Regions from separate parts of the Mus musculus genome. Here all the other regions are linked to region 2. The links are chromatin contacts, called in public Hi-C and HiChIP or PLAC-seq maps. All regions are on one chromosome and are shown on one strand. Each heading gives the region's core, a stretch centred on a gene start, on an enhancer-like site or on the middle of the called end of the contact. The rest is flanking DNA. Distances are from core to core; before and after follow the strand shown. Region 1 has its middle 8.8 kb from the start of Gm41112. Region 2 holds the start of 4931406H21Rik (RIKEN cDNA 4931406H21 gene). Region 3 overlaps Gm32008 (a long non-coding RNA gene). Region 4 overlaps Gm31775 (a long non-coding RNA gene). Region 5 has its middle 15 kb from the start of 4931403M11Rik. Region 6 has its middle 21 kb from the start of Gm31775.

Evidence for each region. Hi-C and Micro-C count contacts between places; a contact is called where the count stands out from the background. HiChIP or PLAC-seq counts read pairs in DNA pulled down with a chosen protein or histone mark.
Region 1: a contact with region 2 is called in a Hi-C map of uterus, with 3 times the contacts expected there. The contact joins the enhancer-like site here to the promoter of 4931406H21Rik in region 2. A contact is called at or near these places in 1 of 39 promoter capture datasets (embryonic stem cells), 2 of 484 Hi-C or Micro-C datasets (regulatory T cells and uterus), 6 of 115 datasets of contacts at active chromatin or transcription factors (T-cell acute lymphoblastic leukemia, astrocytes, differentiating embryonic stem cells and 2 more) and 2 of 9 other capture datasets (embryonic stem cells and embryonic trunk).
Region 3: a contact with region 2 is called in an H3K27ac HiChIP or PLAC-seq map of stem cell-derived neural progenitor cells, with 4 times the contacts expected there. The contact joins the enhancer-like site here to the promoter of 4931406H21Rik in region 2. A contact is called at or near these places in 1 of 39 promoter capture datasets (embryonic stem cells), 5 of 115 datasets of contacts at active chromatin or transcription factors (VIP interneurons, astrocytes, embryonic basal ganglia and 2 more) and 1 of 9 other capture datasets (embryonic tail).
Region 4: a contact with region 2 is called in an H3K4me3 HiChIP or PLAC-seq map of embryonic basal ganglia, with 6 times the contacts expected there. The contact joins the enhancer-like site here to the promoter of 4931406H21Rik in region 2. A contact is called at or near these places in 1 of 39 promoter capture datasets (embryonic stem cells), 4 of 115 datasets of contacts at active chromatin or transcription factors (astrocytes, differentiating embryonic stem cells, embryonic basal ganglia and 1 more) and 1 of 9 other capture datasets (embryonic trunk).
Region 5: a contact with region 2 is called in an H3K27ac HiChIP or PLAC-seq map of differentiating embryonic stem cells, with 7 times the contacts expected there. The contact joins the enhancer-like site here to the promoter of 4931406H21Rik in region 2. A contact is called at or near these places in 1 of 39 promoter capture datasets (embryonic stem cells) and 4 of 115 datasets of contacts at active chromatin or transcription factors (differentiating embryonic stem cells, embryonic basal ganglia, embryonic midbrain and 1 more).
Region 6: a contact with region 2 is called in an H3K27ac HiChIP or PLAC-seq map of differentiating embryonic stem cells, with 7 times the contacts expected there. The contact joins the enhancer-like site here to the promoter of 4931406H21Rik in region 2. A contact is called at or near these places in 2 of 484 Hi-C or Micro-C datasets (the C10 cell line and cardiomyocytes), 6 of 115 datasets of contacts at active chromatin or transcription factors (differentiating embryonic stem cells, embryonic basal ganglia, embryonic forebrain and 3 more) and 1 of 9 other capture datasets (embryonic tail).

Annotation. Positions count from the first base shown.
Region 1 is chr14:25,039,962-25,043,821 of GRCm38.p6, reverse strand. No RefSeq gene overlaps it. Among named protein-coding and RNA genes, the nearest start is that of Gm41112, 8.8 kb to the left of the region's middle. Within about 2 kb of position 1,316, at least 27 of the 459 cell types and tissues checked have an H3K27ac peak or open chromatin away from gene starts, as enhancers often do. A contact at or near this core is called in uterus, where this site is marked.
Region 2 is chr14:25,585,287-25,589,069 of GRCm38.p6, reverse strand. It overlaps 4931406H21Rik (RIKEN cDNA 4931406H21 gene), which reads right to left and starts at 2,266. Exons shown (of 1, transcript NR_033492.1): 1 at 1-2,266. The region is part of intron 6 of Zmiz1 (zinc finger, MIZ-type containing 1); the gene reads right to left. Gm32497 (a long non-coding RNA gene) reads left to right here. Exons shown (of 4, transcript XR_003951081.1): 4 at 1-3,783. RefSeq lists an enhancer at 614-3,783.
Region 3 is chr14:24,825,315-24,828,832 of GRCm38.p6, reverse strand. All of the region lies in intron 2 of Gm32008 (a long non-coding RNA gene), which reads right to left. Among named protein-coding and RNA genes, the nearest start is that of Gm31951, 3.3 kb to the left of the region's middle. Within about 2 kb of position 2,147, at least 40 of the 459 cell types and tissues checked have an H3K27ac peak or open chromatin away from gene starts, as enhancers often do. A contact at or near this core is called in stem cell-derived neural progenitor cells, where this site is marked.
Region 4 is chr14:24,730,570-24,734,219 of GRCm38.p6, reverse strand. All of the region lies in intron 1 of Gm31775 (a long non-coding RNA gene), which reads right to left. Among named protein-coding and RNA genes, the nearest start is that of Gm31838, 49 kb to the left of the region's middle. Within about 2 kb of position 2,074, at least 34 of the 459 cell types and tissues checked have an H3K27ac peak or open chromatin away from gene starts, as enhancers often do. A contact at or near this core is called in embryonic basal ganglia, where this site is marked.
Region 5 is chr14:24,600,909-24,604,710 of GRCm38.p6, reverse strand. No RefSeq gene overlaps it. Among named protein-coding and RNA genes, the nearest start is that of 4931403M11Rik, 15 kb to the left of the region's middle. Within about 2 kb of position 2,415, at least 5 of the 459 cell types and tissues checked have an H3K27ac peak or open chromatin away from gene starts, as enhancers often do. A contact at or near this core is called in differentiating embryonic stem cells, where this site is marked.
Region 6 is chr14:24,641,995-24,645,966 of GRCm38.p6, reverse strand. No RefSeq gene overlaps it. Among named protein-coding and RNA genes, the nearest start is that of Gm31775, 21 kb to the left of the region's middle. Within about 2 kb of position 1,751, at least 25 of the 459 cell types and tissues checked have an H3K27ac peak or open chromatin away from gene starts, as enhancers often do. A contact at or near this core is called in differentiating embryonic stem cells, embryonic forebrain, oligodendrocyte precursor cells and 1 more, where this site is marked.

The DNA of each region.
Region 1 (3,860 bases), core at 67-2,566, 540 kb after region 2:
AGCATGGAGGGTGTTCAATACACATTGAAGTCTTGGTTATCACCGCTTAGATTCTATTTTAAGTAGCCTCCTCCAAAATGGACCCCAGTTCTCCTTCCCCCCCTAGTATTCAGCCACTGTACAATGCTCTCCCTTGAGCGTATGCTGGACCCAGCAACTTGTTTCTAACAAACCAAATACAGAACTATATAGGAGTACCATACTAAAGATCATGTTATTAAAAAGTGTATATGGTCCATCTTAGGCACACTCATTGCTCATGATGAAAGAAACCTTCTACAGCGAGGTCTGTGCAGCCACAGAGAAGGACTTTCAGGGCAACAGTTAGAGAGGAACTGAGCCCTTTGTCCAACAAGCTCCTCAATAGGCCCTTGCAAAAACCTCCATGCATGGGAGAGGAGAGGGGAGGACCTGCCTCAGTCAGGCCATCAGATGCACCACAGCCTCGTTCCTGACTTTGTGCATCCAGAGATCCCATGAGACGATGCACACTTGTTGTTCTGATCTCTGTGCTTGGAGTCATTTGTTACGCAGCTCATTTCTTTCCTCATGATGTACAAAGACTAAATGGGTACTTGGTGAGCTAAGAGGTTATTGCACATGTGAGATGGTCTCAGCCTGACCTTCATGGGTGTCCTTGCTAGAAGGATGACAAGGACATTAGTGGTCTCACTTTTTTAAGGTTCTGGCTACTCAGCCCTTCCCAGATAGAGAAAGCAGAGGCAAGTGCCTTTGTCTGCGTTGTCAATTGCTCTGTTCCCAGACCATCCCCTAGTGTCTGCATGAGGGATGTACTCAGATGGAGAAAGTGGTGAAGGCTGACCTGGAGGGACCAGAGGCAACTGGCAAGAACCTGCTATGTAGATCAGAAAGCTGTCCCACTGGAGTTGGGCAGGTGGCATGCTCAGCTCCTGGGCCACTCCAGCTTCCTGGCTCTGGCTCTCACTCCGGCTTCAGGGAATGAAAGAGGCAGGGTCTGTGACTTCTCTGAGTTCCCAGATTCTGGTCAAATTTCAGGAAACTTCAGAAGAATAGGGTCTGAGGTCTGCTTCAAACACAGCAGGAAAGAGAACTTACAGACTGTTGTTGTTTTTTTCTTTTTTAAGTTTGTATTTTGGTTTTATTTTTGTAACACTGAAGAAGCCCTGAAGTTGCACGATCCTCTACTTTAAAAGGAGTTGTGGGAAGGTGGGGGAGCAGGGTGAGGAATCTTACAAAGCTGAAACCTTCTGGTGCTTGTTAAAAACAACAGAACAGCCATCTCCCCTCCCCTCAGGGCTGGCTGGCTTGACCCTCCGCTCTCCAGAATCTCTGGTTTTATTTTATAATCTGACTCGGCTGCAAACTCTGCAGCTATGCAGCTGACTTTTTACAGCCACGGCTGGGGAATGACTTCATCTTGGTGAATTTATGGGTCACGGCAGAGGATGGAGCAGAGGAACCTGGAGGGGGGGGGGAGTTTGCAGCCTATCCTGCCCCACCTTGGGTGATGATTTTCCCAGTCATGGCCTTGCAGAGCCAGCTCTTGCCCTGCTGTGGTGTTACGAGTTGGGGTGTCGCGCCAGAATCCCCTGACGATGTCTGACATGGTTGTGAACTCTCAGTAGAGCACAGGAGCTGGAAAGTGAGCCTTAGGGGTGGCCCAGCACATTCCAAAACCAAGAAAAGAGTCCAGGGCACCTGAGAGGCGTTTCTACTCTCAGGCATGGGGTTGGTTGGGCTTGGGGACATATGTTGCTCCAGAGACAGTGTGTTGGCAATGTTTGCCCCTAGGCTGACAGGGACTGGACTGGCACCAATCTCTCAGCTGCCATCTTTCCCCCTCCTGCCTTCTTAAAACACGGCTCCCGGAGCAAGTGCTGCCCTTCCTGCCTCTAGCTTCTCCCCAGATGTTTCCTGAGTTCTATCGCTCCTTGGCTAGCACAGCAACTCCCAGAAGTCTTGACAACCTGCCACTCAGGGTCATGGAGTCTGCTTTGATGATGGCCTGAAGATAGGTGGTCTAGGTATATATGCTAACCTTGAGAACTACCACGCCTAGAATCTGTTCACCTTCCTGCTACTCTCTGTCTGCCCTCTGCCCCAAATACATGACACAGAGTTAACACTTAGAGACACTTTGAACCAGGAGATATTTCTGAAATTCATGGGATAAACTACCCTCGGCCACAGTACCCCACTCCATGCTCGTGTGCATACATGTGTGTGTGTGTGTGTGTGTGTGTGTGTGTGTGTGTGAGAGAGAGAGAGAGAGAGAGAGAGAGAGAGAGAGAGAGAGAGAGAGAGAGAGGTGTGTGATGTCTGTATATATGTATATTGTAGCCTGAGAGCCTTGACTCTTCCTGAGCTGGACTGTGGACAGTTGAGGCTCAGAATCAAGCCGAAAGCTTCACCATCCCTGAGCCCTGCGATTTGGGGACACCACCGCATGCCCTGAGATATAGCTATTTCCATCTGATGGCACATGAAATAACCTTTCTGTCATCCCACGAGTGGATGACAAAGGCAGGTGGGGTTGACTGGGAAGACTCTGAAGCTGGGGATGACCCCGATTCTTTCCCACAACTCACTGTGAGACAAGTCTTGGGACAAGCAGTAGGGGGCAAGCCACAGTCCTCACCCTCCATGTTCTTGCAGACAAGGAGGCAAGGCAGCCAGGAAGACTCCAACTCCCTGGCTTGGTGGAGGTTTCACTACACAAATGCAGACAGGCCTTGCAGGGGCTGGAGATGTGACTCAGTGCTTGAGAGCATTTGCTGCTCTTACACAGGACCCACGTGGTGCTTTCCAACCATATCTAACTATGCTTCCAGGGGATCTGACACTCTCTCTGATCTCCTCAGGTACCAGGCATGTGCGTGGTACACAGACATGTGTGTAGGCAAATTCTTATGCAAGCAGTCAGTAAATCTAACAAAAATTTAAAAAGTTAAAAACGGTCTTGCTGACTGATATCTGAACTGAACTTGGACAAAGAAGTTTTCAGATAGACACGGCAAAAGACAAAAGTGTGATTTGGAAGGAGAGTGACTATTATGGTCTGGATGTGTTCATAAAAGTTCACACGTTGGAAACTTGCCCCCACACTCACAATCTATATATTTGGTTGTGGGCTTTGGGGAAGTGCCTGGGATTAGGTTAGGTCATCAGGATGGGGACTCCATTTTTGTATTGGTGGCTCTATAAAATGAGGATGAGAGGCTTGGGCTAGCACATTTACTCTAATTATGTGATAGTCTCTGCTTCATTTTGATATCACTGCTCTTTCGTTTTTACCGTCTCTAGAACCATGAGCTAAATAAATCTTATCTCTTTATAAGTCACCCACATTCTAGGACACTTTGTTATAGCAACAAATAAGACTAAACAATAAAGTAGAGTCAGAGAAAACTGGGGGAAATAGACTAAAGATGAAAGAGTCACTGAAAAAGTTGACCATCAGTTGTACTACATACACTTAATGCAGTGGGTATGAATAGATGTGACTGACAGCATTACTGTGGGACACTGTTGGGGACAATAAAGCTTGAATATTTGACATACTGGGTGGGTTTTAATGTGAAGGAGGACTATGTATTCTACATGGGGTTGCTGGGGGAGTGGTCTTTGGCTTGAGGTGACTTGGGAAACATAGTCAGTTGGAGCAGTGATGGCAAGGCTGTCTGAGTTAGTCAATCTCAAGGGTATTAAAATAAGATAGCAATGGCCTGCTCTCCCAAGAGCCCGGGGCTCCTGTGCTAGGGCTCAGTCTTCCCAGGAGAGAAATCATGCCCAGTGTTGGCTTCATTGCCTCCCACATCGCTGTGATAAAACACTCTTACCAAAGCAACCTTGAGGGGGAGGGGCTTATTTTGGCTCCC
Region 2 (3,783 bases), core at 1,017-3,516:
TTCTGACAAGAAGAGGCCTGTCCCCTCTGGCTCTTGGGGCACTATTGCAAGCTGCCTGTATAGAGAAACAGCTGAGCCGCCTAGGAGTTGCTTCTGTTCTGAACACCCCTAACAACTCCAATGAGCTCCGAAGGAATAGAGGGAAGGGTGGGAACACACCCACCTCCTTTGTAGTTGATAGATCTTGTAAGTCAATATTTTGGGACAGTGCTTATTTTCTGTGCCTAGTGTACTCAAGGGCAGCTTCTGTACCTGACAACTCTAAAACTAACTAACTAACTAACTAACTAACTAACTAACTAACTCTCTCTCTCTTTCACACACACGCATACACACACACTTACATGCTTTCTCCCTGTCTCTGCTACCTCTGTCTCTGTCTCTCTCTCTCACTCTCTCACACACACATTCCTAAATAAATAAAAACAATCTGCTCAGTCTATATAGTGCTACTTATACAGATGTTTTGAGGGCTGACCACTTAGTGTTGGACGGCCATTCGGTATGCTCTTCCTTGGTAAGCTGGTTGGTGTTTTTAAAAGGTTAACCTGACGACATCCCAGGCATTCCCACATGGCCCTTGTTTTTAGTGGCCACTGTGGCCATGGAGAAACTCAGCCCTTTCCCTGAGTGCAATGCTCTTCCCACATCTGCCTGCTTTCTAACACAGCTCTGCCTCTTCTCCAAAGTGAGGTTTTAATACCCTGGGGATCATCCAACTGCCCTCCCCCCAGTTCCTTAGCCTGGGAATGCTGGGCCCACAAGTTTCCTCCCACTGGTCCTCTTTGTTGAAGAGCAGAGCAAGGTTACAGGAGCCCATGGCACAGCCCTCAGCGAGATGGGAGTTGGGGGAACCAGGGTCATTGCCCCAGTCTTCCTGGGTCACTCAGGAGGAGGGATAGCTTCCTGGGGCCCAAACTGGACTCGCTTTCAAGCAAATTCTGTCACTAGCACTGAGAACTATAGGGCTGGAGTCTGTCTGTCCCTCTCAGAGCCTCGATTTCCTCCTCTGTAAATGGGTGTGCTAACAACAGAGCCCCAGTGACCTCTCCCATGGCACAGAGAACACAGGTTTTGGCCACAACACATATCTGATGGTTAGTCAGTTCCCACAGGCTGGCAGTAAAATCCAGAGCCATTTCCATGGGATCTGGCCTGGGAGGGGCGAAGGCCCGGCAGAAGGAAGGAAGCCAAGCCCTCCCCCACAGCCCAGCTCTGCAGAGTTCACATGGGGGTGGGGGTGGGGATGGTGTCCAGGAGGAAGTCTGTCCCTGGCCTTGAGAAGGTGCCCCAGCCTGCCAGGCAGGCTGGTGTTTCAAGGACAAGGCCTTGCCTTCCTGCTATCTCTGGGGGAACTGGCAGCCACTAACAAATCCCCTGCAATCTGCACCCACCAATCCTGCCTGCTCGCTGGGCAGCCAAGAGCCGTTTTTCACGGGGAGCTGCACACAGCTTTGTCTTAGAGAGACAGCTCTGGCGGGTGCCCCTGAATGGGGCTATTTGTCCTCCATGCTGAAGGGAAGGCAGCTGAATGCTCTGTTGGGGTGGGCAGAGGCAGAGAGGGTGGAGAAAGGCTATGGGGGAGGGTGAAGGTAGAGATAGCAGCCACGACACTATGAGAGACCAGAAGTGCTGTCCACCACGGAGGTGTCTCAGAGTCACCATGCAGCTCGGTGAGTGCAAAAAAAAATCTTGTTTCCACAGCAATGGGACACTGGTATATGACCGGCCTTCCCTGGTGTAAAGAGCCCTGGCTGGTAGAAGTTGAAATGACCTGACTGGTTTTGGGTGCCTTTGTCCCATCCCAGCCCCACGACAAATTAACTACGGGGCTGCCACACTAGTGCCGTAGAAGGCCCCATTCCAGCCCCTATCCCTGAACTGAGAGCTCTAGAGTGAGACCCAGTATCTCTTAAGAGCCTCTTCCACAGATCACAGGCAGAGAGAGGCAAGGCATGTCTCAGTGTCTCCACTAAGACCAGCTGACATCTGACAGGCACATGACTCATTAGGGAAACAGAGCAGGCATGCATCTGGGGACTTAAAGCCAGCAAGCGACATTATTTCCACTCCCGTTCTGGGACCTGGGCTGCTGTACTGGAAGGTGTGCTTAGAACAGAGGTCAGAGGTCAGAGAACCCAGTAGACTTTACCCATCTTGGGGATGCAGACCCAAGGTTTCCATTCAAAGGATGCAGAACATCTGCGTGATGGTGCTACTCCACGAAGAGCAAGTAAGTGCACATAACTAACAGGCATGTCCTAAAACCACACAGCAGTCCCACGTCCACAGCCAGCTCTGGGCAGCCTGGCTGTGTTAAGATTGGCAAACACCCTCTGCCTGTCCCCACTTGAATCATTCCTCTGCCTCCTGTGGTCCCTTCTCCAAAAGCTTGCTGGTGCCTGTCAGGATGGCCTGGGTATTCTTGATGCCTCCCACAGTAGCTGGGTGCCTATTCTACCAATAGTCCCTTTAAACCACCCAAGCATCCAAGCATTGGCTATGCCAGGGAGAAAAAAGAAGACAAAAAAAAAAAAAAAAGCAGCTGGCACCCCCACCTGTGCCCCAGCCCCATTATGGATAGCTTGGGGCGCATCTTCCTTTCCTTTGGTCCCTGGGCTGCTTACCTTCTGGGCTCTGACATTCTCTATTCTGCTATTTCAACATGTGCTGGCTGCTCAGAGGGTCAGCTGAGGCTACATAGATCTATTCAAGCATAGACACCAGCGGAGGCATGCAGGCAACTCTTGGGGACCCTCGGACATGGCGACTGCCTGGTTTCTCGCTCCCATGTAGGCTGAACAGAAGGCTGAACCACTGAGTGAGCGCCCAAGAGGCTGACATTACAGTACAGCCTGCCAAGTTACTCTGGGCTGGCATGCGGTGGTGGAGGGGGCTGATGGGCATTGCTACAGCCTTGGAGGAGAGCCTGGGATGTGTCAGGTGCTGGGGGCTGGGCAGGTGACCTTCTATCTAGGAAGGGGTGGGGGGTGTGGGAGGGTGCAGCCGGCCCCTCAGGAGCCTCAAGATGAGGATGCAAGTGCATGTGCGCATGCGTGCTCCTGCTCCCGTGCGCGCAGAGGCTAAAGGCTGCAGCAGAACAAAGAGTTGGGGGCTGGGCATCAGAGGGCCCCACGTGGAGGCGGCTGCCTGGGCGGCTTGCTGTAGTGTCTGGGCTGTGCTCAGCTCTGCATTCCGTCTCTGTCTCTCTCATTTTCGTGCCATACAGTGCTGCCCCCAGGCCTGAGCCTGCTCACCGTCACCACCCTGCTCACTGCCACAACCACGCACACAGCCCAACTCTTTGGTAGCATTCTTGACAAAGCATCTCCCCTCACAACATGATCTCATTGCAGGGCCTTCTCAGGCCCCAGCCTGGCCTCCTGACAGGCGAGACAGAAGGCAGAAGGGTGGGAGAGGCGCCCATAGATGCAGCTAGTTGCGCGTGCACACACTGCTCAGCCATTCCGTAACAGTCATACACCACCCCCAGAACCCACACACATCTGTGAACACCTATAGGTCTCTGTGCACTGAAACCCCTCCACCATCACAGGACTCCTCAGGTACATGTGTTCATACTCAACAGTCAGACATACCAGGCATGAGCATACACGAGTATGCAAACAGACAGACAGACATGTGCATGTGCATGACATACAGCCACACACACAGAGATGCAGACCTTGTACACACATACCCATACAGTCAGACATACCAGGCATGAACATATATGATCATGCAAACACACATATATACATACATATACACATTACATACATA
Region 3 (3,518 bases), core at 898-3,397, 760 kb after region 2:
CTCGCAGCACTGTAGACTAACCGGCTCCCCTCCATATTCCTGGGCCGGTGGAATTGGGCTGTCTCTACTCTTTACTCCCTGAAGGGGTGGACGAGATATTGCAGAGTCCCTGTCCTTGAGGAGGAGTTTCCTTCCTTGAGTTACAATGATTAGCTAATTAAGGGTCAGTTTAGCTTATGAATCACAGATCCGGCACCCAGGTGGCTGCCTATGTCTCCTTGACTCACCCCCCCTAGTCCACCCCTGTGTTGAATCTGAGCTCATTAGGTAGTACTAGGTGCTAAGCAGTAGAATCAACATTGTCTACTCCCCCACTCAGCACCCCCCTCCGAATAATTTAGTTATCACAGTCTGCCTCCATGACCTCTAACTACAGCCCTGTGGTGTTCCCATGTCCCCTAGAGGTGACACGGACAGGGATCCAAAAGTACCTGCATACCCTGTCCCCAAAAGACAGTTTTTTGAGACTCAGTGAGACCACACACCCCCCTTTGCATTCCATGCTGTGGAGAAGAGCTCTCCTTTGTCGTCATTCTGGAAGGATGACTCTCTTGGGGCAAGGTTCTGAGTTGTCACAAACAAGATTGGCAACCCTAAGAGCCATTTATTTATCTCACAATTGCCTAAGCGCCTCTGGTTTAAAAAAAAATTGATTGTGTGACAAAATGTGCCAAACTTATCACTGGCACATCTACTTAACACCACCACTTCTTTGGAGAAGAAACAGGGAAGGAAGGGGTCCTATCCAAATACTCCAGCAAGCCTGGGAATGCTGAATTCATTCTAGCCCCAGCCTGGTTGCTGTCTGGCCCTTGCCATCAGCCCCTGCTATCTTCCCAGACTGGAGACACAAGAGCTCTGCAGCAGACACCCATAGTGGATTAACTAGCTGAGGCCCAGCACCACTGCGGCAGCACTGCAGTCAGGATGAAATAGAGCCCTGGAAAGCCAGCAGAGCCGAGCCCATAAAGCATTTCTCTCAGCCCAGAATTGCCTGGTGCCTGTCACAGGAGGAAATGACTGCCTAGGATACAGCAGACAGAATGGGAGAGGAGAAACTGTGGCTTCTCTTGGCCCCTACTACACACTGGAGGGTTTGGGGAGGGGGAGGGGAGGATCAATGCTAGGCTAGACAGGAGCCAGATGTAGTTTTGTAGATTGCAAGGGCCAGAGAGAGTAATATAGGTCCTATTTGCAGCTGTCTCCGTTAGAGACCTCAGGCACTGGGCACATTTTTGTAGGAGAGCCCCATGGTGCTCTCCTAACAGAAGAGTTAGGACTCTGCTGTACTGATATGTCCATCAAACCTGCCTCCTTGGGGAATGTGGTGCCTTCCAGAGAGAACAATGGGCACTCAGAGGAGGGGGGGTTGTGCGCGTGCGTGCATTTGTACACATGTGCGTGGTCTCCCAGACACCGCCAAAGGAAGAGATCAATTTAGAGAATTAGAGGCCAGCCCACTTTGCATGGCTTCTAGGAAGCATGTTCGGTAAATAAGGATTCAAGAGATGAGATGTTTCATCGTTCAATTAATTTTAGCCTTGGATCTCAGGCGGTGGGGTTGTGGGGAGGGTGCAGAGAGAGTAATCAATACCAAGCATTCAGCTTGCTAACACGAAGCACATTTCATACAAAGCTGGACATTTTTCTCCTTGTCATACAGAATTATCTTAATTATCGTTTCAAGGAAGAGCCTTATATAGCATCATCTAGTAGTCCAGGAGGCGGCTCAGAAACTCGTCACAGGAATAATTTATGATTTTTCTTTCTAACATCTTGGTCTTGTTTGATATGCTTGCCATTTCTCCCTGACAGGGAGGTCGATTAAATCACATTTATATTGTAAACGTATGCATTGCTTTTTACCCAAGGCGCTGGATGAAGAGATACAGGGGCCCCAAGGGAGGGAGAAGCCAATCCACTTTCATATTGCAAATTTCTGCTGTTTGGAAGAAATGAATGGTTGCCAGGGAGAGCTGGGAATTACTTGGGGATGCAAATGTTATTTTAGAACCCTTTGGAGAGGGTTTTTTTTTCTCCCTCCCCCACCTCCTCCAGCATTTTCCCTTCTCAGGCTGTTAATAGAGGCCAGTCTCTAAGCAAAAGCTAACGGAATGCACTTCACGGCAGGCATTCTTGGGGGATTGGCCTGCACCAGATTTCTAGCTGGCCGACCTCAAGCAGGCTGCCTCTTGGCCTGGAGGCGGGGTGGCAGATGCAGAAAGAGAAAGAGAGAGAGAAAAAGGAGCTATTCATATTTTTGCAAAGGCATTGCTTCCTCCCACCTGATGGAGGAGGCCACTCTGGAAGCTGGTGGTTGGGGACATGGGGGAGGGGCTGGTGGTGGGGAGGGAAAGACAGCAAGACGAGGGGAAAGGTCATTAGCAGAGACCAGGAAGAAGTGACGCCAGGCACCATCATTAACCTAACCGAACTAATTAGGAAACATTCAAGTTTTATAAATTATGCAAGACGCTCAATTTATACTTTTTCAAATTCCTACCATAACATAGATAATGAGGGAACATTTACAGTAACAGTGTAACCTAATCAAGAAACCCTTTCATTAGCATGAAATCTTCCAACACGGTGTTTGCGAGCACAACAAACGGAATTATAGATGCCAGGGGAGGCCGGGGCTGGGGGCGGGGAGCTGGATTGTGGGGAGGAGGGGCAGGGGTTGTCTTTTGCTTAAGTGGCAAGGCCCCTAGCTCTTAGAAGTCATCCCCTCCCATCCTCAGCATGAAACGGGGCTCTCTTTGCATTCAGTCTTGCCAAAGGAATGGAAAGGTCTGGAAGGACCTTCTGACTTACTATACTCTAGATGATTTACAACTACCTCCTCTGTCTTGGCCCTCTAATCCTGGGAGACAGATAACTACAGCATAGATCAGCCTTTTCCACAGGCCTGGTTTTTCCCTGCAGAGGTCAGAAGTCAAAGTCTGCTGAGGCTCAGGCTCCATGAATGCAGATAGATGCCGTCCACTGCTATAACTTTGCCTGATGGTTCCGAGTTCACCACTGGTAGATGGAATACAGTGAGCACGGTCCAAGAGCTACTGGGGAATCCCAAGACTCAAAGAGATTCTGACATATCACCCGATTCCCAGATCAGTAAAACCAGCTGGAACCCACAAGAGAAATCCATACCAATAGGGCATGATGGTAAGTGCCTGTTATCATACCAATGGGAAGATAGAGGAAGGAAGACTGGGAGTTTCAGTATCAGCCTTGTCTACATTTCATGGTTGAGATCAGCCTGGGCTATATGAGAGCCCATCCCGAGGGAAACACCTTGCCTGCTAAAAAATGAAGAACCCTTTTGAGGCCTTGGGGAAGGGGTAAAACCTTTGGTCTCTTCTGCTGCTGGCTTCTCTGTACCAGTGGTTGAACAGAGGTCCCTACTATTTAGTGTAGTCTGCTATCAAAACACAACCATAGATTGTATTTCAAGAATGTGATTTATTTCCCGCAATGCCAGTGACCAGAAATCTAACATCAAGGTGATGCTGAGTAGA
Region 4 (3,650 bases), core at 825-3,324, 850 kb after region 2:
ACTTAGGTGTGGCTGAGTTCCACCAACACAAATAGATGGCCTGCAAGAGACACAGGGGGCCTGAAGAGCCTGCTTTGTTTGCATCTCTTGGGCCAACAGGCAGTGGAAACAATAACAAAAATAATGACAGGAAAACTTCCCTGGAACTTCCTGGTGGACCAAGAATGCCACAGGAAACAGCACATTCAATCTCACATTGACTGTGCGAGATGGGTAGTGTTACTATTAGGCCCATTTTACAAGAGAGGAACTTGAGGCTCAGAAAAGTGATGTAAGCTGTCCAAGGTCACACAGTAAATAAGTGCTTTGGGTCATCTGGTTTGAAAGTCCATGTTCCAAACCTTGAACAACTTCATGGAGTCATGCTATAAAGAAGTGGCTGGAAGCCAGAATCTGGGAGGTGAGGGTTGCCAAGACCACCTAGAAAGTGAGCCGTTCATGACAGTGCTACCTTAGAATCCCCCCAGAAGAGGAAAAGTGGAGGTTGGAGCTGTGCAGGATACCCCGGATTGTTTTCATCGTCTCAGATTGCTTGCTGTTGCAGCAAAGCATTACACTAAGAGGGCCTGTGCCTTACACAGGGAGGAAGCCATGGGGTATCCACACCAAGTCCTGTAGCCAGGCTTGGAAGGGTGGCTGCAAAGGGCCCTTACTCCACCCACGAGCTAGGATGAGTCACCATAAGCTGTAAGAAGATCTCAGCACTGGGCCAGCCAGGACCAAAACAGATGACTGTCCCAGTCCTAATTATGGGCTCTAACGAGAAAACGGCAAAATGGTATCCATCTTGTTCAGTTTTTGTCTCTAGACGTGGGCTGACAGGCTGGTGCAGCGTAAGTAGACTGAGAGAAGGGAGAACAGTTGAGAACACTTGCTTGCCTTTGCCAAGGACCCAGGCTTGGTTCCCAGCCCATACATCAGTGGCTCACAACCTCCTGTAACTCCAGCTCCAGGGGATCCAACACCCTCTCCTGACCTCCACAGACACCTGCTTGCATGTAACACGCATACATGCAACCAGACACACATGCATACACATGAAATAAAATAAGTCATTTTTTAAACGAGTGAACAAAGTGGATGGGAAGAAGCCAGTGTCTCTCAGCTTTGACACTGTTGGGTTTAGGGGTGAATAACTACGAGCTGTAGGGGTGTCCTGGGTGGCAACATCTGGGTCTCTGAGGCCCTCCAGATGCAAATGTTCATCTTCTATGCTATCACATCCAAAATTGCCCCCAGGACCCTCTCTCACATGTAAAACAAAATCCTAAGCTTATGTCACTAACTGAAAGAGGAACCCCAATATTTATCTATATGTCCAGTGGGCAGGGGTTGTCCCAGCACCAGAAGCTCGGAAGGGCAGAAAGGATGCTGAGCAGCTTCGGAGCTCTGTGATGAGAGGGGAGAATGGAGTTGGCGTTGGGTTGGCCTGGTGGTGGTGGTGGTGTTGGAGTAACGTTAACAGCAGACCACAGACCACAGGGCAGGCATGACTGAGAAGGTGAGAGGAGATTCAGACCAGACACCAGCCAGGGACAAAATAAAATAAAATAAAAGCCCAAGGCTCGGTAGATTGAACAACAGAAATCCCCATGCAGTTCTTGGATTCTTTGACAGGTGGCCTTGCAAAGCTGCCCCCTCTCTCAGCTTTGAGGCCAGCTCCGTGAAGTGTATTCTCCCACCCAGGAGGGCTGTGGATCAAGGTGGTCTTAGCAGATCTTCTCGGATGAATTAGCTGGTGACATTGAAGCTATAAATCAGCTTTCTTATTATCACACACACACACACACACACACACACACACACACACGTGTGTGTGTGTGCACTTCCCTACACTGATTTGTTTGTTTCTGAAAAATCCTTTCCACCCACACTGAGCTGGGATTACAAGAGATAGGACTGACTCAGCCATTTCCCTGTCTCTAGCATAAAAAGCTCTAAAAAGAATAATTTAAGCTTCTCTGGAGTGAGGTCATTTAATGAATCTTCTCAATGCTAAGAGGTTTTATATGCCTTTTTAAAAACCCTCCCCCAAGCACAGGGCTATGATATTACCTTGGAGAGCCAAGAGATGGAGTGATACACGTATGCACAGCACACTGGGAGGAAGGAGGTGGTTTCCTTGGCAACAACATCCATGTTCTGGCTTCCCTTGGCTAAATTGGAATATATTGAAATATCTGCTTTGGGCGCCCCTCTCCCTCTCTCTCTCGAAGGGAAATGAGTGGTTTTCCTATTCCATAAGCCTGCAGCTGGGGAGAGATGTTCTGTGAGTTTGATGCATCTGAATGGGGCTAAGCAGCCTGAAGGCTGGCAAAAGTCCTCAGCTTGGCTTTGCAAAACCCAAGCCATACTTCTTTGAGCCAAGGGGAGAAGAAAAAAGAAGCAAAGGAGGCCTTACCCTTCTAGTCCAGACGAAAGCCTTACCCTTCTGGTCCATCTTAGGCTGCCTGCATACCTGCCTCTCTGGTGTGTTTCTGGGCAAACCCAACTTTACAGCCTCCAAAATCTGTGTACTATGTCTGCAATGGACAGAGGCTGGAAGGAAAACAGTGGTCTTCAGATCAGATCTGTTCACATCCTTGCCATAGGAACACAGCTACATACCCAAAGCAGGGTACCCACACAGAGAGGATGATAGTGTCATGTCTGTGGACTTGAGTCTTCGGCCTGACTTAGCATAAGTTCTGTGAACTCTATAACCTCAGTTCCTTTTCTGTAAGGTAGATGCAGGCATTCTTCCTCCAAGGGTCAGATAAGGTGAGCTGTACAATCCCTGGCCCCTTGGAGACATTTCATTCTGTTTTCTTCCTCGTGTCAAGAAGTAAACAACATTCTATATCTTTCCAATAAGGGAGATTTACCAGAAGGAAGAGAGTGTCTTGGAGAGCAGGAGAAACTTCACCCCAAGAGCCCACGTCTCTTTATTTGCATAGCTTTGTTCATAGGGTGCTATTATAGAGCTCAGATGGCCAGACTGGGAAGAGTTTGAATAGAACAGAGAACAGATTCAGGTATAACTTGAGAGCCAGCCACCAGCCTCAGAGGGAGGGGGACAGGACAGGACAGGGCCAGACAGGAGAATGGATAGGAACATTAGCCTTCAGCAGGGCCAAGGAGGACTAACAATTAGAAGTCAAAGTTTGTCGAGGAGGCCAGCTGTGTGTCCCTGGGACATGGCCTAGAACATGGTTTGTTCTCTCCAAGACTCAGGTTGAATATTTTTAAATTTTTAATTGCAACTATTTTGTATGGGAGGTGATGATATGTGTCAGGGTGGGGTGTGGGTAGGGGTGGGTGTACATGCCAGAGTATGTGTGTGGAGGTCAGAGGACAATATTAGAAAAGTAGTTCTCTCCTTCCATCATGGTCAACTCAGGTCATAAGTCTTGGCAGCAAGTACCTTTACCCAACGAGCCATCTTGCTTGCTCCAAGACATTAGAATTTGATTGTCATCACAGCAGTATTACCTACTTTTCACTCCCAGGACAATCTTCCTAGAGCCTCTGTTAAAATTGATTCAAACATACCAGGACCCAGGATTCCTACATGAAATCCAGATTCCAAAATTAGTCCTAGAGAGGTTGTGGATAGGACTTCATCTCAGTTCGTTTCCCAATATGAGTATATAAAAGCTTGGAGGAAAATT
Region 5 (3,802 bases), core at 1,166-3,665, 980 kb after region 2:
AGGGGCTCACCTCCCTCCCATGCACAGCCCAGAATGGCCACAGTTCAGGAGAAGTCACTGCTGTCTCCTGGGACACTGCACCATCCAGAGATGTGCCCCACCCCCAGTCTACCTTCCACAGAGTCAACTAAGCCACTCCCCCAAAGACCTAAACCAAAGCCAGACTGCCTCCCTAAAACTGACCAGAAGTAGACAGCCAGCCAAATGGCACTGCCCACAATCGAGGATCAAAGCCTAACCACAAGGCTAGTGAGATCCTTGCCTATAGCAAACTGTGTCCAGTTGATTGGTACCGCCTTGATCAAAGCCAACATAGCCATTCTCAGGTCCCAGAGTCAGCCCCACACCCACTGCCTTGGAGCCAGGACAGGTCCTGAGTGCACGACCACTTCCATTCTCTACTTCCCAGCTAGACAAATTACCCAGATATAAAAGGTCACCTTGCCAGACCCCTGCCCCAGGCTCTGCTCTCCCTGCCACCTGGTAGGACCTACCTCCCAGTCTCTGGCCATCCCCAGCCAGATGGCAGTGTCTTGGAAAGATCCTCTACCCAAATCACCAAGCCTCCATCTTTCCTAGATTTCTGTCCTGGGGAACACCAGCAGCAAGGTGAAGATGAAGGGCTTTTCCATCAAAATAGTACGGGGGGGGGGGGGGTGGGCGGAGTGTAGCTCAACAGCAAAGAACTAGATTAAGATGCACAATGCTCCAGGTTCTGTCCCCAGCACTGCCAAAAAGAAGGTGAAGGTGTCTCTTCCCTTCATCCAGTGAAAGAAGACACAGGGTGCTCCCAGCCTCTTGAGGTGTTCTCAGTCAAGCCATACCACCTCTAAATGGAGAAGAGAAGATGAATGTCAATTGGCGCATTCTCTGTGGGGTAAAGTCACATATAAGCTGATGTGGTGTACAGCCTAGAAAATGTGGCAAGATAGCCAAGGAGACAGTGAATGTCCTCAGCTAACATTTCAGCAGGAGGCAGTTCTTCCCACATTACAGATGAACAAGCCAAGCTGGTAGTTTGAATGAAAACCACTCCCCGTAGGTTTGGGTATTGAATCACTGAGTGCCTGGTTGGTGGTGCTGTTTGGGAAGGTTTAAGAGGTGTGGCTTTGCTGGGATGCATATTTCACTGGAAGGGGAGGGGCTTTGAGAATTTGAAGCCCAGCTCACCTTCAGTTTTCTCTCTTCCTCACGCTTGTGGTTAGAGATGTAAGCTCTCATCTTTTTGCTCCTCCCACCATGCCTGCCATTTGCTGACATGCTTCCTTACCATGGTGGACTCTTATCTCTCTGGAACCAGAAGCCGAAAAAAACTCATCCTTCTGTAAGTCATTTCTGGTAATCATGTTTATCCCAACAGCCAAAAATTAATATATTGAGGCTCCCCCCGGTTATATGAACAGCCTGAGTTGCTTAGCTACCAGGCCAGAGATCAAGGGCCTATCAATCACACATTGTGTCAAACTGCATAGGCTCTGGGGACCGTCCAATTAGAGGTGGTGGATAGAACTCAGCTCAGTTGAGATTTGCTAAGCATCTTCGAAGTGCTAGTGTGATCCCAGCAAGTGATGGGGATGGGAGAGGGGTATCTGGTGGTGATAGTTGCTGATCCCTGCCCTGGGGGAGCCTGAGTCACAGCAGGAGGTGACATGTGGCTGTTGGAACTGCTCTCTCCCACTCTCCACACGATCACATTCTGTACTTCATTGTAAAATACCAATGACTGGAGAAACCAGAGAGGGCTTTTCAGGAAAGGTAGCACTTGAGTCTTGTGTTAAGAAGCTGGATTCCTGCAGGTAGGGGGTAAGCTAAATAAGGGGCCAGACAACTGCACATTTGGCATGATAACCATACTCTACCAAAAGGAACCCTGATTTTAATATTGTGATGTTAGTATATGCTCAGGGAGTCCAGGGAGTGGCACTTTTACTAGGTGTGGCCTTATATAAGTAGGTGTGTCACTGTGGGCATGGGCTTTAAGACTTTCATCCTAGCTGCCTGGAAGCCAGTCTTCCACTAGCATCCTTCAGATGAAGATGTAGAACTCTCAGCTCTGTCTGCACCATGCCTGCTTGGATGCTACCATGTTCCCACCTTGATGATAATGGACTGAACTTCTGAACCTGTAAGCCAGCCCCAATTAAATGTTGTCCTTTATAAGACTTGACTTGGTCAGGGTGTCTGCTCATAGCAGTAAAACCCTGACTAAGACAAGCATCTACAACCTGAGTCCATGTCCTTACCTACTGTACCTTTGGACAAACTCCTGCTCTTCTTGGCACCTGCTTCCTCACTGAGAATATGGAGATCACGCTGAGGGTGTCATGTTCCAGACCCATCAGGAGGTTGAGTTAGGGGCTGATTGGAAAAGCACTGGCTCATCATGGTTGCTATGGCTACACACAGGGCAACAACAGGAGTCACATTCCCAGCTGCGAGCCCCCATGATGAGGCAGCAGCTATGGCTTCAGCAACGCAGGTGGGTTGTGCCCCCCACTTGCTTTGCACCACAGAGCACATGAGACACACGGAAGCGAGAGAACCCACAGCTACCGGGTAGGACCCAGAGGGGGGAAATAAAGCGTAGGCAAAGGTGATGTGTACCCCAAGCACTGTGAGGACTGAACCCTAGGGGTGCAGGAGTCACAGTGGGTCACAGCTGTGTCTCCTAAATATAGCCCAGACTTCAGCTCCCCATGGAGTTGGGGAGTCTGAGCTGGCTTTCAGGGGAAGCTCCAAAAATAAAGCTACCAGCCGGCCTCGAATTCTCCTTGCATGCTCAGGGCCCACAGGTTGAATCTGCACCTGGTGGCCAGGAGGAGAGGGTGGAACATAGGGCTGGGCTGTAGGTTGCTTTCTGAGGATACCTGGTCCTCTCGACAGAAGAGAGTGGATGAGTGAATTCAGTGTCCTGACTTCAGTTGAGCCAGGAAGCATCTGGATTTGGTGACATGTTGTTAGATATCCCCGTTCACCTGAAGGAACTAGCCTTACCGATTTGTAGATAAAGGCATGGAGGCTGCTTGGTGCAGCGATGCGATTTAGCCAGGGTCAGAGGAAGAATAATCAGTAAGGTTAAACATCACTGAGTCTTTCCAGTCATGTTCAATTATTTTTTTAATGTTTATGTTACCTAAATGTAATTATGGGTTTCATCATGACATTTTCACACATACATGATGTCTTTGATCATAACTGCCACCACCGCATGCTCTCTTTCCCCTCCCACTTCTGCTGATTACCTTCCTCTTCCCACAACTGCCCCCTTCCCTATTCTACTTGGACTCAGTAAGTTTTGCTCCAATTGCTTACAGGACCATGGTACCTTACTTGTGGCTATATCTCTGAAGAAAACGACTCGATTTCCTTAGCAACCACTGCCTACCTATAGATCTTCAGGAAGGGGTGGGACCATGTGGGTCCCTCCTGTCTCCATGACAAAATGCCGATGGCCCAATCTCTCCCACATCACGCACACTGACCACTGTGGCTGTGACAGTTCCAAGTAGCCTGCCTCATGCTCAGGCTCCCTCCTCCTCGCCACCTGTCCTCTGCACTGTTCTTTGAGCCTCAGAGGAGTTGATACAGATGTGTCACACAGATCCTTATTTGCAGCTTTTCACGCAGTTGTGTGTCTTTGTAGTTAGTGCTGCCCGGTGCATAAAAAGAAGCTCCTCTGACCAAAGGAAACAGCAGTGTCAATCTCTGGGGATAAACTTAGAAGCCATTTTGACAGCAGCCAGTGCACTCTTACACAACAAGATTGCCACTATCCTCTTTCATAGCCTTCACCACTCTATTC
Region 6 (3,972 bases), core at 502-3,001, 940 kb after region 2:
CTTGAGCTACTCTGTACAGAGACCTGGGGCCATCGTGCCAGCCTGGGCCTGGAATCTCCTATTTCAGCCCTCCAAACTGATTGTTTTTAAGCTCCTGTCCCTTCAGATTCTCTCTCTCTCTCTCTCTCTCTCTCTCTCTCTCTCTCTCTCTCTCTCTCTTTCTCTCTCTCTCTCTGTCTCTCTCTGTCTCTGTCTCTCTCTCTCTTTCTCTCTAGTCTAGGGAAGGGGCAGGTGGGGGGGGGGCGGAGATGATGAAGTCCTGAATGAATGTGTACTGTTGTCATGAGCACAGTCATGTCAAAGATGCCAATATATTCAAGATGACCTCAGCCTCAGAGTAGAACAGAGACACCCCCACCCCTACTACCCAGCCTGTTTGTGTTGAATACCATAAATGTGATGAGCTTCAGGGCTGCTGGTGTGTCTCCATCAGAGTGCATAGCCCACCTAATCCCAGCTTTAGGTGACCTATATGTGCCATATCTCCATTCCCTGTCAGGTCATTCCCTGCCGCAGTCAGGTCAAGTCCAAAGCCATGCAGGTCTTAGCAGGTATGCAAATGCCTACCAACTAGATCAGACGCTCTCCTCAACGGGAGAAGATCCCCTTTGAACATCTGGTCAACTTCTCAGGCACAGATTTATTGCCAAAGAGGAAATCTGTCCAAGACCATACAGCCAACTAGGCAGTAATTTTGGAAACTACCTGAAGGCAGCCATGCTTGTCCCCTAGGGGAGGGTCCTCATCCTTCTGTGTCACTGGACGGGGGCTGTCGTATGCTGCACACACTCATGAGCATGTGTGTGCCGGGGACTAGAAGTCAGTTTTGTATAACTTCCTTTCACAATTCAGAAGCTTGCTGCTTCAGCTAAACTGACTGAGCAGAGTCCCCAGGACCTTCTGTCTCAGCTCCTAGTCCTGAGATTACAGGCACATGCTACGCGCCCATCTTGTTCCATATGTGCTGGGGATTTGAACTTGGGTCCTCATGCTTATGCAGCAAGCACTTTAGTCACTGAGCTATCTCCCCACCATGGCCTCTTGCTTCTTGATGCAAGTCCTAAGTAGAGAGAGATCTGAGTGTAAAACTGCCTTTCTCCTGTGCCCCGTGTTTGCTTTCTACTCGCAGGAGTCCAGTGAGCCTCAGTCCACAACTGCTGGGTACATCTTCAAGGTAGGCAGGGCCAAAGGTAACCACTGAGTCCCCTGAGAGGGGTCCAGGATAATACACCACCAACACTGGGTCAAACCAGCTCTGACTCACAGAGGGAGGCTGATCCAGAAGACGGCAGATCAAGGAAAGCACAACCCCCTGTATACTCAGCCTTAGTTCTGGGGAATCCTTTCAGCCAGAGACTGCTCAGATCTGGGCAGAGGCATAAGCATCCTGACTGTCACCGGGACACACTCAGCCAGCGAGGCCTCCAAGCTTCTGCAACTCCTTGGGCTTCATCCCTCCCTTCTGGAGTTTACAACCTGGGACTTTTTTCTCTCCCAGAGAAGTCTTGATGCACTTTTCTTTCTCACACAGAACCTAATGTCTGGTACATCTAGTCAGAGCTCTAAAGACCGGCCAGCTTACCTCCCTGAGGCACCGAGTGCCTGAGTACACAAAGCCCACAGCAGGTGCTGGCTTGCATCTCATTTGCATATGGTTTGCATATGCTTTCTGACTTCTCACAATACCCAGGGACCGTCCTCTAATCTACAACTCAGAACTTCCTGGCATTTACAGTCCCTGCCAACTGGCACCAGGCACCTCAGTGCTATGGCCTTTTGTTTTCTTAGCTTAGAAAGGGTTTTCAGCAGTACATTAGCTAGCCCAACTCAAAACTTTTCAAAAGAGACCTTCTGGTGTCATGGATCACCTTGCTTAAAATTCCCTGATGACTAGAGTTTGCAAGTTGGTTGCCGAGCGACCCTTTACTCTCCTTCTCTACCTGCAAAACTCCTATGTAGTCCTCAAGGCCCCACTAGAACAAGGACTCCTGTAAAGTCTCTCTCTGTTAACTTCCCACCCCAGTGCTCTGAGCACCATCATCGCCTCTCGGACATATCAGTGGGTAAAGTGCAAACACAAGGACCTGGGTTCAAGTCCCCAAAACCCACTTAAAATGCTGGGTGCAGTAGAACACACCTGTAATCACTGTACTGGGAGGAGACATGATTCCAGGAGCTTCATGGCCACCCTGGCTAGGCTCTAGGTTCAGCAAGGGACTCAGTTGAAACATTAAGGTGTAGAACGATTGAGGACACCCGACTTTAACCTCCAAGTGCACTGCACACAAGAAGGTATCACACAACCCTCACCCCCCCACACACACACACACACCACACACAAAGAGTATGAAGGCAGAGTTATCAAACCATGAATGACATTGTCTTGCCCCTATCTTTCCTTTTAGTGAGTTCACTGAGGAACCATGGGTTGGCCCCATCTTGTCAGAGGATGGAGAGATAGCTGCTTAAGCAATGTTTGATGCATGAAGTCATGATCTTCAGGGTCTTCCTATCCAAGCATTCTGAGTCTCTCACTCTAACAACTAGCTCTGAGTGGGTTAATACTAGTATTCCACTTGTGTTTTTACAATTCAAATTAATAGCCTAGAGCAGAGGACTCCCCAGCAACCCAACTCCAGATGGACAGTCGTTTGCTATGGAATGCCCACCTTTTCCAAAGGAACATCCCAGCCAAAGCCCTGGTCTCTGGACCCACAGGTGATGGAGACCCTGGGTCTGAGCTGCTGTCTGGGAAGCAAATTGACACTCAGAGAAATTTACCACCATCTAATTGGCAGCTCTGGGTACAGTCAAGGGCAGTAGATTAAGTGTTTTCCTGTAAATCAGGTTTATGATTTGCACTGGAGAGGTAATTGTTAAAACTGTTCGTTTTACCCGCAAATAGCAGCTGAAAGAAACCAATTTAGGAGCGACAGATTGGTTTTGATTCTAAATGTAGTGCTAAAACAGTTAATTTTAATAACATCCATTGGACAAGAGTCTGCCTGTTACTTAATACCATAGTCAACAATTTGAAAACTGTGTGTTCAGCTGACACTTCTTTTACCAAAAATTAATCCCAACCCCCACTCCACCCCACCCCATGGGGTCATCTCTCAGCAGGAAGTTGCAGGTTCCTACAGAAGGATTCTGCCTTCTTTCCAACTTTACCAGCCTTGCTGAGCTGTGAGGCCACCAGAAGATCAGCTGTAGGCAAAAACAGAAGGGACCTAGAAGGTTGGAACCACACCACAAGGGCCCCTTGCCAATGTAAGAACAGCCTCTGTAGCAAATGGGATCATGGTGGAGAGTTTCTGCCCACATGCAGATGCCTGCTCCAGTATCTATGGTCAGCCCTTTATTGTCTGGAAGTGTTTCTCGGTCTCTGTCTCTCCAGAGAGATCATTTTTAGACAAAGCTGTGCCTTTACCCAACTCACACACTTTAGAGACACAGGGTCCTCCAACACTAGTGGATGCCCACTGGGATAGTCTTGTCTTCAACTGGCTCCCTTCCCCTCCCCCTCACCATCTCAGGATGCACATATGAGTGTTTCAACATTTAATTGAAGTCTAGTAGTCAGGACTGAGCCTGCTAATTGGTCATTGACTAGCATAAAACCTAAGCATGTGATGGGTGGCTCTCTAGCTCTCAAGATCTTCTAGAAGCCAACAGGATTAGGGGGTCTGTGAACTCGGAGCATCTCTGTCTGTCCTGGACCTGTTTCTAACATGTGTGTATCATGACCTATGACATGGCCTGTCCTTTCCCTGTTACAACTTCAGAGCCCAGACAGAGTCACGGTCGGGTAGTGTCTAGCAAGCGTTTGGTCTCCTGACTCTGAGCAGAGCTGATGCAGACCTGTTACCATCACCACCCCAGCTGTTACTGCAGATGGAGCAGCTGAGCCAGAGAGAGCCTGGAGAGACAGACACCCCTGAACACCCCTGCACCTCTACAGGGTGACAGCCT